Regions from separate parts of the Mus musculus genome. Here region 1 is linked to region 2. The links are chromatin contacts, called in public HiChIP or PLAC-seq maps. All regions are on one chromosome and are shown on one strand. The core of a region is the stretch at or near the end of the contact, and the rest is flanking DNA. Distances in the headings are between cores, read along the strand shown.

Evidence for each region. HiChIP or PLAC-seq counts read pairs in DNA pulled down with a chosen protein or histone mark.
Region 1: a contact with region 2 is called in an H3K4me3 HiChIP or PLAC-seq map of neural progenitor cells, with 17 times the contacts expected there. The contact joins the enhancer-like site here to the promoter of Ppp3ca in region 2. A contact is called at or near these places in 3 of 39 promoter capture datasets (the 3T3-L1 cell line and hippocampal neurons) and 5 of 115 datasets of contacts at active chromatin or transcription factors (astrocytes, embryonic forebrain, embryonic hindbrain and 2 more).

What each region holds. Positions count from the first base shown.
Region 1 is chr3:137,681,324-137,686,992 of GRCm38.p6, forward strand. No RefSeq gene overlaps it. Among named protein-coding and RNA genes, the nearest start is that of Gm25080, 32 kb to the right of the region's middle. Within about 2 kb of position 2,333, at least 79 of the 459 cell types and tissues checked have an H3K27ac peak or open chromatin away from gene starts, as enhancers often do. A contact at or near this core is called in embryonic forebrain, hippocampal neurons, neural progenitor cells and 1 more, where this site is marked.
Region 2 is chr3:136,667,988-136,673,639 of GRCm38.p6, forward strand. It overlaps Ppp3ca (protein phosphatase 3, catalytic subunit, alpha isoform), which reads left to right and starts at 2,079. Exons shown (of 14, transcript NM_008913.5): 1 at 2,079-2,914. The coding sequence starts at 2,857.

The DNA of each region.
Region 1 (5,669 bases), core at 1,083-3,582, 1.0 Mb after region 2:
AGAAGACAAAGGCTCCCAACTGCCCATGGGGAAGGCAAGGCAGCACTAATAGTTTTTAGTTTGCTTGTTTTAAATAGGGGCCAAGTCTACTTTGTATTTTTGTACTTTAAAAATCTTAACACAATTCTCTGGGATATTTATATTCCTGGGGGAATACAATCAAGGTTCTGTCACATGAGATGCAAAAATGGATTGTTCAGTAGCTCACTCAGTCTTTCCTTTTAAAATATTTACCAAGGGGACAGTGAGGTGGCTCAGCAGGTGACAATGCCTGCTGTTGAACCTGACAACCTGAATTAGATCCTCACACCCCATATGCTTGGAGGAAAAAACTGACTCCCACAGGTTGTCCTCTGACGTCCAGGTATGTGTATGTGCACGAGCACTCGAGCACACACACCTTCTTAGAAAAGAATGAAAGTAATTATCAATCACTTTCTTGATTCTCGTACAATTTGCTTTCTAAGGAAATGTAAGATACATAAAAGATATAGGGACATAAAACACAGTGTCTTCTACCAAAATATGGTCATCTGAAAGTGTGGGTAGGGATCCATGTGTATACTTTCCACCCTCCCTATGAACAGATTCTGTACCCCAGGTTCAAACAACTCCAAGTTGAAACTATTTGAGAAAAAGTTGTATGTATGCTAAACACATGTGTACATTTTGGGCCATTATTCCTTGAGAAATACAGTATAGCATGTACACTGCATTGGGTGTTAGGCAGTTTGAAAATCTGGAAAGATATGCCCAGATGTTAAACAAACACTGCCCCATTCGATATAAGGGATCTTGGTATCAGCAGAGGTCCTCTGTTTCTGAAGGGTGATTACACATTCAACTTTTTTTTTTAAGGACAGGAAGGTCTCATACCATGATGCATAGGTAGAGGGCAGAAAGTAACTTGTGGGAATCAACTCTCTCCCTCCACTGTGTGGGTGTTAGGGATCAAACACAGGGTGCCAGGCTTGACAACAAGTCCCTTACCTGCTGCGACATCTGTCAGCCTTTAGTGCTTACATAGTGGGCGTTATTACTTAGAATAGAATAAAAGTAACACCAGGAAGCTCCCAATAATTTGCAGGTTCTACTCAGGGTTATTGATCAGCTTCTAGAAGTTACTAACTACACATTCTTGCTTATGACTCTTTTTACCTTACTAAAAACCCCCATGAGATTTTATTGTTCTATTTTTAATTAGTTCTTAAAGGTAACTTCTGATGGGTGTGAAAAAACATTGAATACCTAGGTAGTACATAGGTATAGCCAATGCATTCTCTGTTCTATGTCAAAAAGAAAACCAGGTGGAGCTATGAACACATGAGCCAGCCCTGGGTAGTGCACACCTCTAACTTGAGTATGTCAGAATGTGGGGCAATTTGAGACCATTCTGAGCTATGCAGAGAGAGCCTGTCTCAAGAAACAAAACAAACAAAAGAGAAACCACATAGAGTTTGCTCATATCTGAAAACACTGAAAAGATGAAGGCAGTAAATTCATAAAATAAATAAACAATAATTCTCCACTCAAGCCACATATGGCATTATGTAGAAAGCTTTTTGAAAAATTGGATATCTAAACCCCACCTCAAACCAATTAATTCAGAACATCTGGCTTCATAGACTGAGGATTTGAGTGGTTGGTTTTTTTTTTTTTAAACTCCTTGAGTGATTTATCAGTATTGAGTTTGGCTTTACAAAGGGTATAACATCAGATCAATCTAAAAGACCATCAAGTGCTTCCCAGGACATTTAACCTTGAGCAATATGACTTCCCCACATAACTCCCAAGGTTGCTGTTATGAGCCATTTTGGAGGTAATTAATTCTATTATTAAGTGCATACAGGACAGGACAGGACAGTAATTGAAGGACAACAGTCAGAAATTATGAGCTCCCATCCATTTTGACAGTTTTTCCAATTCTCATCTGCTCACCCCTACACATTTGTGACAATACAGCCATATGACATACATCAATGAATAAGAATTATTCTCTGATTTAAGAGCCCCTCTTGAGGTGAACTCTTCATATCCTGACCACAGAGTTCTGAGAACAAATTACACCACATGGTATCCAACTCTAAACCGCTACCCATCAAGACAGCCCCACTTCACTTCACTCTGACCCTCAAAGTAACCTGGAAAAGCTACAGAAGCTTTAGTGAGTGGTGGGGTCGGGACAGTCAGTCTCATTTTTTGAGACCCAAAGAGACTAAGGTTGGGGAATGAACAACAAAAGCCACAAAGTAAGGTACGCAGCTCCTAGCAGATGTATGCAAGTTCTAGCGGTGAAGAGAGTTCCTGTGCAGAAAGCCTTTTGTTCCCCCATTCAGCTGCAGTGATTACCATACTGGCTGCGTATCCATCCGGTTGCCTAGGGAACCTGCTTAGAGGCATGCATGCTCGGGCCTCAATGAATCTTGAAAGGACCCAGGAATCTGTATTTTTAATGAAGACCTTCAGAAAATTCCTTTGCAGCAAGTCTGGGTATCCCCTCACGGAAACATTATTTCAAAAAGCCAAGGCTTACAATTCATCAAGAGGACAGCTGGAATAATTTTAAATGGCATGTCTAATCACCATACAGCTGGAAGGTGAGAGGCTGCCACACTCTAATGACATTGATTACACTCTGGGCTCCTGGCTTTGTTGTTCGTTGTAGCTGGCATCGTCTTATATGCACATTTGCTTGTTTTTTAAGTGTGGTTACTTTCCTTGGATAGAACAAACTTGGACAGAACAAACTCAAATAGTAGGGTTTTTTTTTTCCTATTTTGTTCACTTACGCCTGTCCAGATTTGGACCAGATCGTATACTAGCTAGCAAATAAGAAACATGTGACTGAGTGTATTGATAGTGCGTGACTATTCAGGATGCAACTGAAAGTGCTGATAAATGTATAAACTAAATCTGACCTAGTCCTGCAGAGCAGTTTAGCACTGCACTTTATCTAAGTGCAGGAACAAGAAAAAGAGAGGCCATTTCATCCACCCTACTCAACACAGACTGTCAGAGCCAGAGGAAAAATAGGAGGATGCAAATGAAAGGGAAAAGTCAAATTATCACCATTTACAGATGATACATTTCTGTGTTTAAAAAAAAAATAGATCTGGCAAACACTGTCAGCAAAGTAACAGAAAGCAAAGTCAAAGCTCATCTTTTCCCTCTTGGGGGGTGGGGGGAGTTGGGAGGAGAGGTCCCTTTCACAATTACTTTTTTTAAACACCTAGTTTTAAAAAATAAAATTACAAAACGAAAATGAAAGCCCTGCCATGACTTTGCATCACCAGACTCCAGATGCAAATCCCTTGTGGATTTCCCTCCTTTCCATTGGGAGATCTTTTCTCTCAGTTGATGATTTCATGCAGTTTTCTTTGTCAGTCCTCAGTATTCGTCCCTGTGCTTTTGGAGTCTTACTTTGAAAGGAAGACCTTCCCTGCTCATAAGCTGGCAGACTTAATTCTGTAAAAGTGGCAGTTTTATCAAAAGCAGCCTACATATTCAATGAAATCCTCAGTAAAACTTTAATATTTTTTACAGTAGTAAAAAAGAAATCAAAAATAGGTATGAACGCAAAAAAGACACCACATAGCCATAGCAATCTTAAGTCAAAGGAACAATGCTGAGGGAAACACAGCACCTGACTTCAAACTGAAATTCAGAGCCATAGTGACAAAATAGCACCGTAATGACACAAAACTAGACACCTCAGCCAAAGTCATAGAACAGAGGACCCAGAAGTAAACCTGTGATGCTATGTTTACAACATAGAAGTGCAGAGAGTACATTGTAAAATAAATAATTAAATCAAACAGCTTCTTCTACAAATAGTGCTGGGGAGAGTATATTTCCAATTATACCTTTGACAGAAAATTAGTATCTAGGATCTGTAAGGAACTCAAGAAAACCAGGCAGTTGTGGCCCACGCCCTTAATCCCATCACTTGAAGGCAGAGGCAGGTGGATCTCCATGGGTTTGAGGACAGCTTGGTCTACAGAGCTAGTTCCAGGACAGCCAGAGCTACACAATGAAACACTCTCTCAAAAAGGAAACAAACCCAAAAAAGGAGGAGGGGGAAGAAGAAAAAGAGGAAGGAGGAGAAGGAGGAGGAGGAGAAGGAGGAAAAGGAGGAGGAGGAGGAGAAGGAGGAGAAGGAGGAGAAGGAGAAATTAAATACCAAAACTAAAAAATAAATAAACAACTATTAAAGAAACAATTCTCAAAGAAGAAAACTAAAGGGTTGTGGTGTATTTCTGTTGGGAGAGTGTGTATCTAGCATGCACATTGCCCTGGTTTCATAGCCAGCATAACAAAAAGAAGAAAGAACAACAACAATAAATTATTAACAAACATAAAAAGGAGTGCCCAGGAGCCGGGTGTGGTGGCGCACGCCTTTAATCCCAGCACTCCGGAGGCAGAGGCAGGCGGATTTCTGAGTTCAAGGACAGCCTGGTCTACAAAGTGAGTTCCAGGACAGCCCTGTCTCGAAACAAACAAACAAACAAACAAACAAACAAACAAAAGGAGTGCCCATTATCCTAAGCTATCAGGGAAACACACATGAAAACATCATCTCTCCTGAGTCATGATGGTCATGCAGAGAACCAATGGCAACAAATCTGGAGGAAGATGTGGGGAAAGAGAAAACTTTATCTACTGCTAACGGCAACATGAACAGTCACAGTCTCTGTGAAATCAATACAGATTGTTCTAAGCTACAAAAAACTATTGATCCAGATGTACTACTCTGAGTGTACACGCAGAAGTATGTAAACTGAAAACCATAGAGAAACATACTCAGCCACGTATAACTCTGCACTATTCCCAATAGCCAAGACACAGAGCCAACATACATGCCCATCAGTGAATGAACATGTACAGGACATGTACTGTAGGTATCCAGCAGAACTGGCTTTAGCTGAGAGCAGGAAAATGCGTGAAACTCGATGTCCTCATGTTAAATGAAATAAGCCCGACTCAGAATGTCTTTTCTCCATATGCGAACCGTGCGTACGTGCATGTCTGTGTCTCTGTGTGTGCACATATGTTTATGAATGGAACTAGAATGGTGACTAGGTAGTCTAGAGAGACTGTGGAACAAATAGGAGTACTAGAGAATGAAAGACAAATGTCACTGTTTCTGTTACACACAGAATCTAGCTTTCTATTTTTACATACAAATGTCAAACAGAGCTGGGTGTGCATAATCTTTCTCACCAAGCCATTAGGTTACACAAAGCTTTTGCTTCTATGAAGCCATTCAATGTGGCTCTGGCAATAAATGCTTTATCCCACATAAAAAATAAACCATAGTCATAACAATAGCACCTAGCATTTTTGAATATTCATTGTATTGGGAACTATATTCTTTTTTTATTAGATATTTTCTTTATATACATTTTAAATACTATCCCGAAGGTTCCCTATACCATCCCCCTGCCCTGCTCCCCTATCCACCCACTCCCACTTCTTGGCCCTGGTGTTCCCCTGTACTGGGGCATACAAAGTTTGCAAGACCAAGGGGCCTCTCTTCCCAGTGACAGCCATCTAGGCCATCTTCTGCTACATATGCAGCTAGAGACATGAGCTCTGGGGGTACTGGTTAGTTCATATTGTTGTTCCGCCTATAGGGTTGCAAACCCCTTCAGCTCCTTGTATGCTTTCTC
Region 2 (5,652 bases), core at 829-3,328:
CACCCCCTCCCCCCCCCCACACACACCTTATGTGGACTTGGGATGGACTGAAGGGTGTTTCTGAAAGGTCTACCTTTAGTTCCTATTTCTATTATCAAACTTTTCAATGTGTTTGATAATTTCAGCCCCTGATCCTAGCTCAAGGATGCCTTTCCTATGCCCAGGGGAGAGCTACTCTAAATAACAGTTGCATCTGTGAGCAGCGTGGGGGTGAGGGAGTCTTGGCTTTCAAAGTGAGGATCCCCAGATAAGGTTTCCTGGTCTTTCCTGAAGCAGGCCCTGCTCACCCACAGGTCTTGGCGTCCTTCCCTCTCTTCCAGCCATCTGGCCAGGGACCAGCTTCCCAAATCTGCCTTGGCAACTAGCTCTGCTCTAGCCCAGGAGGCTGTTTGCAACAACCCCTAACTGAGGAGATTACAGAGTCCTCTTGTAGATAATTTCATGTTCCCTGAAAATTCCACTGGGCTATATAGATCTTATTGAAAGCAAGGACCCTAGAGGTGGCAAATTTAGCAGCAGAAATCTGGCCACGAGGGCAGCCTCCCTTTGCGGATGGGATGTGACCATCCACTCCATCTCTCCTTTTGACTGGCAGGCTAGCCTTCTCACATCCTCTGTCCTAAAATCCTTGAGGCTACCTAGTTGTCATGCCCCAGAGCCACCAATTTGCTATTAAATTTGTATTTTTTTGGACTTGAGTTTCATCTAATCCCTGTGGCCAGATCAGTTCTCCTGGCTCCATCTCCTAGCTTCCTAAACTCCCCCCCCCGCCCCCTCCCAAGACAGTCCTGGCTGTCCTGGGACTCAGTCTGTAGACCAGACTGGCCTGGAACTTACAGAGCTCCTCCTGCCTCTGCCTCCCAGATGCTGGGACTAATGGAGTGTGCCTCCAGCAGCTTCCCACACCTTTTTGTAGGCCCTTTATTAAGCTTACAGTCCAATTCAGGAAATACGAAAACCCTGATACTGAAGGAATTTGAAAATAAAACAGGAAGGACAAGGGTGAGAAATTTATTCAGCTCTCTTCATAATTTCCTTGCTGGTCCTTGGGGTTGTGGTAGGCCAGGGGGAGGGCTGTGCCCAGAAGATATTTTGTTTGTTTGTTTGTTTGTTTTTTCGAGGCAGGGTTTCTCGGTATAGCTCTAGCTGTCCTGGAACTCAGGAGGCAGAAGATATTTTGAAGAGCATTTCATACACGGTCCCTTATTTTCCTTCTTATGAGGGACTTGTGAGAAACTGCAACAAGCCAAGGCCCTACATGCATCTTGATCACTGAGTGACTGACTGGAAGGAACAGGAAGAAATTTAGTGTCACCTATCGCCACCAGTGACTGCTAGCTCCTGTGAACAGGGAAAAGGCGACCTCTCCCGAGTCTTTCTGACTCCTCTTATCTCCTAGGGCATCCAGGGTCACTGAGCACAGCCAGGGTCGCATAGGCTCCAGTCTGTTCCCATCCACCTTGGATAGCTAGCCAGCCAGCCACCGCGTCCCGCAGCGCCCCAAACACACTTTCGTTTCTTCCCGTGAAGTTGTGCACGCGTCCTAACCACCCCACCATCAGTAATCCCCGTCCACCTAGCTCAGGCAGAGCTGCCTCCCCAAGGTAAGCTGTTTACTCGTCGCCTTCCTTGGCGATCCTCCCTGGACAGCTGCGGCAGCGACAGCAGCTGCGCCGCGGCCGGGAGCGTCCGGCGCTCCTCCTTCCTCGGTCTCCGAACTCACTACTGCGGGCCACTCACACACTCGGAGCGGCCGAGACCCACCCGGGAGTGTGTGCAGGACTTCGGGAGTGGGCAGGCGCGGGGGCACGCAGCAGCCCAGCTCCTCCCGGCCCCTACTCCCAGTCCAGCCTCCCTCCTCCCTGCCCACTCCAGTGACACTTGAGCGGTCACAGGGCGGTGGAGGCAGCAGGCCCACGGGACTGACTGGCACCCTGAAGAAAACAGAGCAGGGGGCGGGGCGGTCACCCAGACCACCGCCTTAGCGATGAGGGACGCGCTCTCCAGCCAATGAGCTTGCGAGGTGCAACGTGGGGCGGGCCCTAAGGCGGACCCCGAGGAGGAGGTGGCCAGGGCGCTGGAGGCGGGGGCGGTGAGGAGGAAGGGGAGGAGGCGGAGGCGGGCGCGGTGGTGGCGGCGGCCGGCGCGGCGGCGGAGGCGAGGTTGTGCCCCGGACTGTGTCCACCGAGCTCAGCGGCTGTTGCCTGTGCGTGGAGAAGCAGCGGCGCCGCGAGGCAGAGGAGGATCGCGGACGAGCGCGGCGGCGGGACGTCTACGGCTGCCGCGGCCCCGGCGGCGCCCGGCGACAATCGGCGTGGGGAAGCAGCGGCGGCCGCAGCGGCAGCCGCCTCTCCAGCACCGGGAAGCCGAGGCGCGGCTGGCGGCGCTGACATCCGCGGCCCTGCCTCTCCTCCCTCGCCCCCGGCCCTCCCCATGTGATCGGTCTTAATCCCGACCGTGTGCGCGCGTGGGGGCTCCATTGCGCGGCGCCCGGTGTCGGTGCCGGGGTGGGTGCTCGCGTGTGCTTCTCCTCCCCATCCCCCGCCCCGTCCCCAAGAATAAAAGAAGAACCGGGAGGCGTGCTCAGAAAATAAATAAATAACCAGCACACACGCGCAGCCCGGAGCGAGGCGGCGGGGCTGGCGGCGGCGGAGGAGGAGTGAAGGCGGCGGCGGCGGAGGAGGGACGCGCGGAGCCGGCAGTAACTTTCGAGCCAGCCCAGAGCCCAGAGCTCCAGCCGAGCGGTTTGCAGCGCGGCGGCGGCGGCGCTGAGTGTCTGGCCCGCCGGTGCGGTCGGGGTGTGCAGTCGGACGGGACGAGCAGCGCGTCGCTGTCCCCCCCTCCCGGTGGCTGGAGATGTCCGAGCCCAAGGCGATTGATCCCAAGTTGTCGACGACCGACAGGGTGGTGAAAGGTAAGCGCAGCGCCGCGTCGGCCCGGGGTGCACCGAGTGCCGCAGGCGACTGTCCTCCCCTCCCCCGCCCCGGTCGTCCCTCTCCGGCTAGCGCCGGGGACCTTCTAGGATCTCCTGCAAGAGGCGATCCCTTCCTTCGCCGCGCCCTGCCCCCACACCGCCCACCCGGCCCTAATCGGGGCATTTATTTTTATTTATGTATTTATTTGTTTGTTTTCGTGGACGGGGGGCAGCAGTTGGCAAATGGCTGAGTGGCTGGGAGGCGGTGGCGGGGGTGGCGGTGGCGGGAGGGGGCGCCCGGGGGGGGGGGTGACTGCTGGCAGGGTGTAGCTGCTGTGACAGAAATAGGAAGTGGGTGGCTGCTCGCGGGCTTGCATGGGATCGGGTTTATGGTTTGCTCTTTGTAGAGGGAGGGGAGGTGATTTATGGCTTTTAAAAAATTAATAGGGCATTTTAATGTGGCCATGGCTTGCCGCGGACTGGCTCGCCCCGGCACATTGCTCCAGGCGCTCCATTGCAGCAGTTCCCTGGGCGCCCCCTCCCCCTCCGCGGGAAGGGCCTGCACAGGACTCGCGAGAGAGCGGGAGAGCGTGGGGGGAGCCCAGCTCCGGCTGCCGCGCGCCGCGGGGGCGGGGGGACCGGGGCCGCGTGGGGGCAGCTCCAGGCGGGGGACGACCGGAGCCCCCGCTGCCGCCCCGGGATTTCCCCGCAGGCCTGGAGCGACGCGAGCGGTGGCGATCCTCTGTCGACCTCCCTTGCCACCCACGGCTGACTGCCGCCGACCTGTCATTGCTCTTAAAGGGTTCCCCGCTGGTGCACACCTTTAGGGTGGGAAGCTCACCGTGCTCCCTTCCCCCAAGCTCCTAGCACCCCCTTGGTTACGGGCTATTTGGTTGTCTTTATTGCTAGGGGTGATTTGTATGTGTATAACTGGCAGGGATGGCTCTGGGTTGCTGGCTAGGAGAAGCCAGGGGGATTCGTGGGGTGAGGAAGGGGACAACGTGGTTGCCCTTTCTATCCCCACCATCCTCACTGTATTCCAATGTGGAACGGGGAAGAGGAACTGCAGATTCGAAAGGATTAAGTAGTGACACTTATTCTTGGGGTCAGGGTTCTGAGCAAAGCTGAGATGGGCACTAGCCTGTGCAGAGCGGGCCTCTGAAACTGGAAGGAGTGATGGGGGCGGTGTGTGTGTGTGTGTGTGTGTGTGTGTGTGTGTGTGTGTGTGTGTGTGTGTGTGTGTGTGATCAGAAACAGTATCTTATGCAGCAGAGCACTTAGCTAGAGTGCAAAGCAATCAAGTCATTTGCTCCAGGAACACTTAGGTGAAAGTAACCCAGCGCCCTCCCTAAGACATGATCCATGTTCTTTGGAGCTTTAGAAAGGATACTCGCTCCTACGTTTGCTCAGATTTTAAAGTTTTGAGTTGTGTTGTGCTGTGCTGTGTGTGCGTGCGCGCGTGCGTGCGTGTGTGTTATGTTTTCTTTTGTGAGAGAATAAAATATTTTCTCTCCTTTTGGTTATGTTGGAACCATTCCTACTTAAAAGTAGGATTCATAGAGCCGTCAAAATAAAGATGGAATAGGAAAAGCTCTGTAAAAAAAAAAGGTGATAAAGCCTCAGATGCACCGCTGTCTTGTGCAATGATCAGCAAGTATCTCCTTAATGTGTGACGTTTAGGCATAGCTCCAATGCAAAGATACTTTGTTTCCTAAACAAAGTAATAGTTTACAAAGATGATACTATGTGTTGGTAGAAAAAAAAGTCCTGTCACATTCCCTGTTTAGATGTCAAACGTGGATTTCTAAAGTGTGGATTTAGATTGTTATTGTCATCAAGTAAGCTATGTAAAACTAATTGCTTGATATGTTTACCAGTTAATAAGCAGAGCCAGTCTCCAACCATGCCATGGTTCTTTGGCCTCATGTTTCAGTGTCGAGTTTTATAAATGACTTCCTCCAGTAGTACATAGGCACACCCAGAACTCCAAAATTGTGATTTCTGTATTTTTTTCAGAAGTGATATATATGTGCGGAATGTAGATTCAAAATAGGAAACAGTACTCTAATCCCACACTTGTTTGGATAGGGATTCTACTGGAAGATTTTGTTTACAGAAAAAAAAATATTGATGACTCCTGAGTTTCAGATGGGCATGCTGCCGTGGCTTGGCTTCTCTTGGGCTTTTTTTTTTTTCCCTTCACATTTTATGTCATTGGTTTAAAAGTCCTGACACAGCTTCCAGACAACATTTTGTCATGCATAAGATTTTCAGGATTAGTATTTTGAGATGGCCATCTATTTTGATCCCTTTGAATATTATATCCCTATTTAACAAGTGGAAAGCAACACGTATGCTGAGTGGAAAAAATTTAAAGAATATATTTTTATTTTAAAATGCACATAGTATGCAGTACACGAAAACATTATTTTAGTCCCTGTTTTCTGAAACCTTTATGTCAATTGTCATTCTTGAAGTCATTTCTCAACAGAGGAAACGGTTTATCTCTGAGGAGCTATCTCTGTTCTTTAGGTCTTGTCTCCTCTTATAAAAAGTACCTGTAGCCTTATTTGATGCATATAGGAATAGTCAGAGTGGTCCTTTGGCATGCCTTGGCTTTTTCCTACAGTTATCTTTATGGCTGTGATCTGGCTTTTGCCGGATGACAAATTGCTCTTTACAAATGACTCTGTGCTTGTGGTTTTGTTTATAGTCATTTGAGGACAGCTTTCTACAGC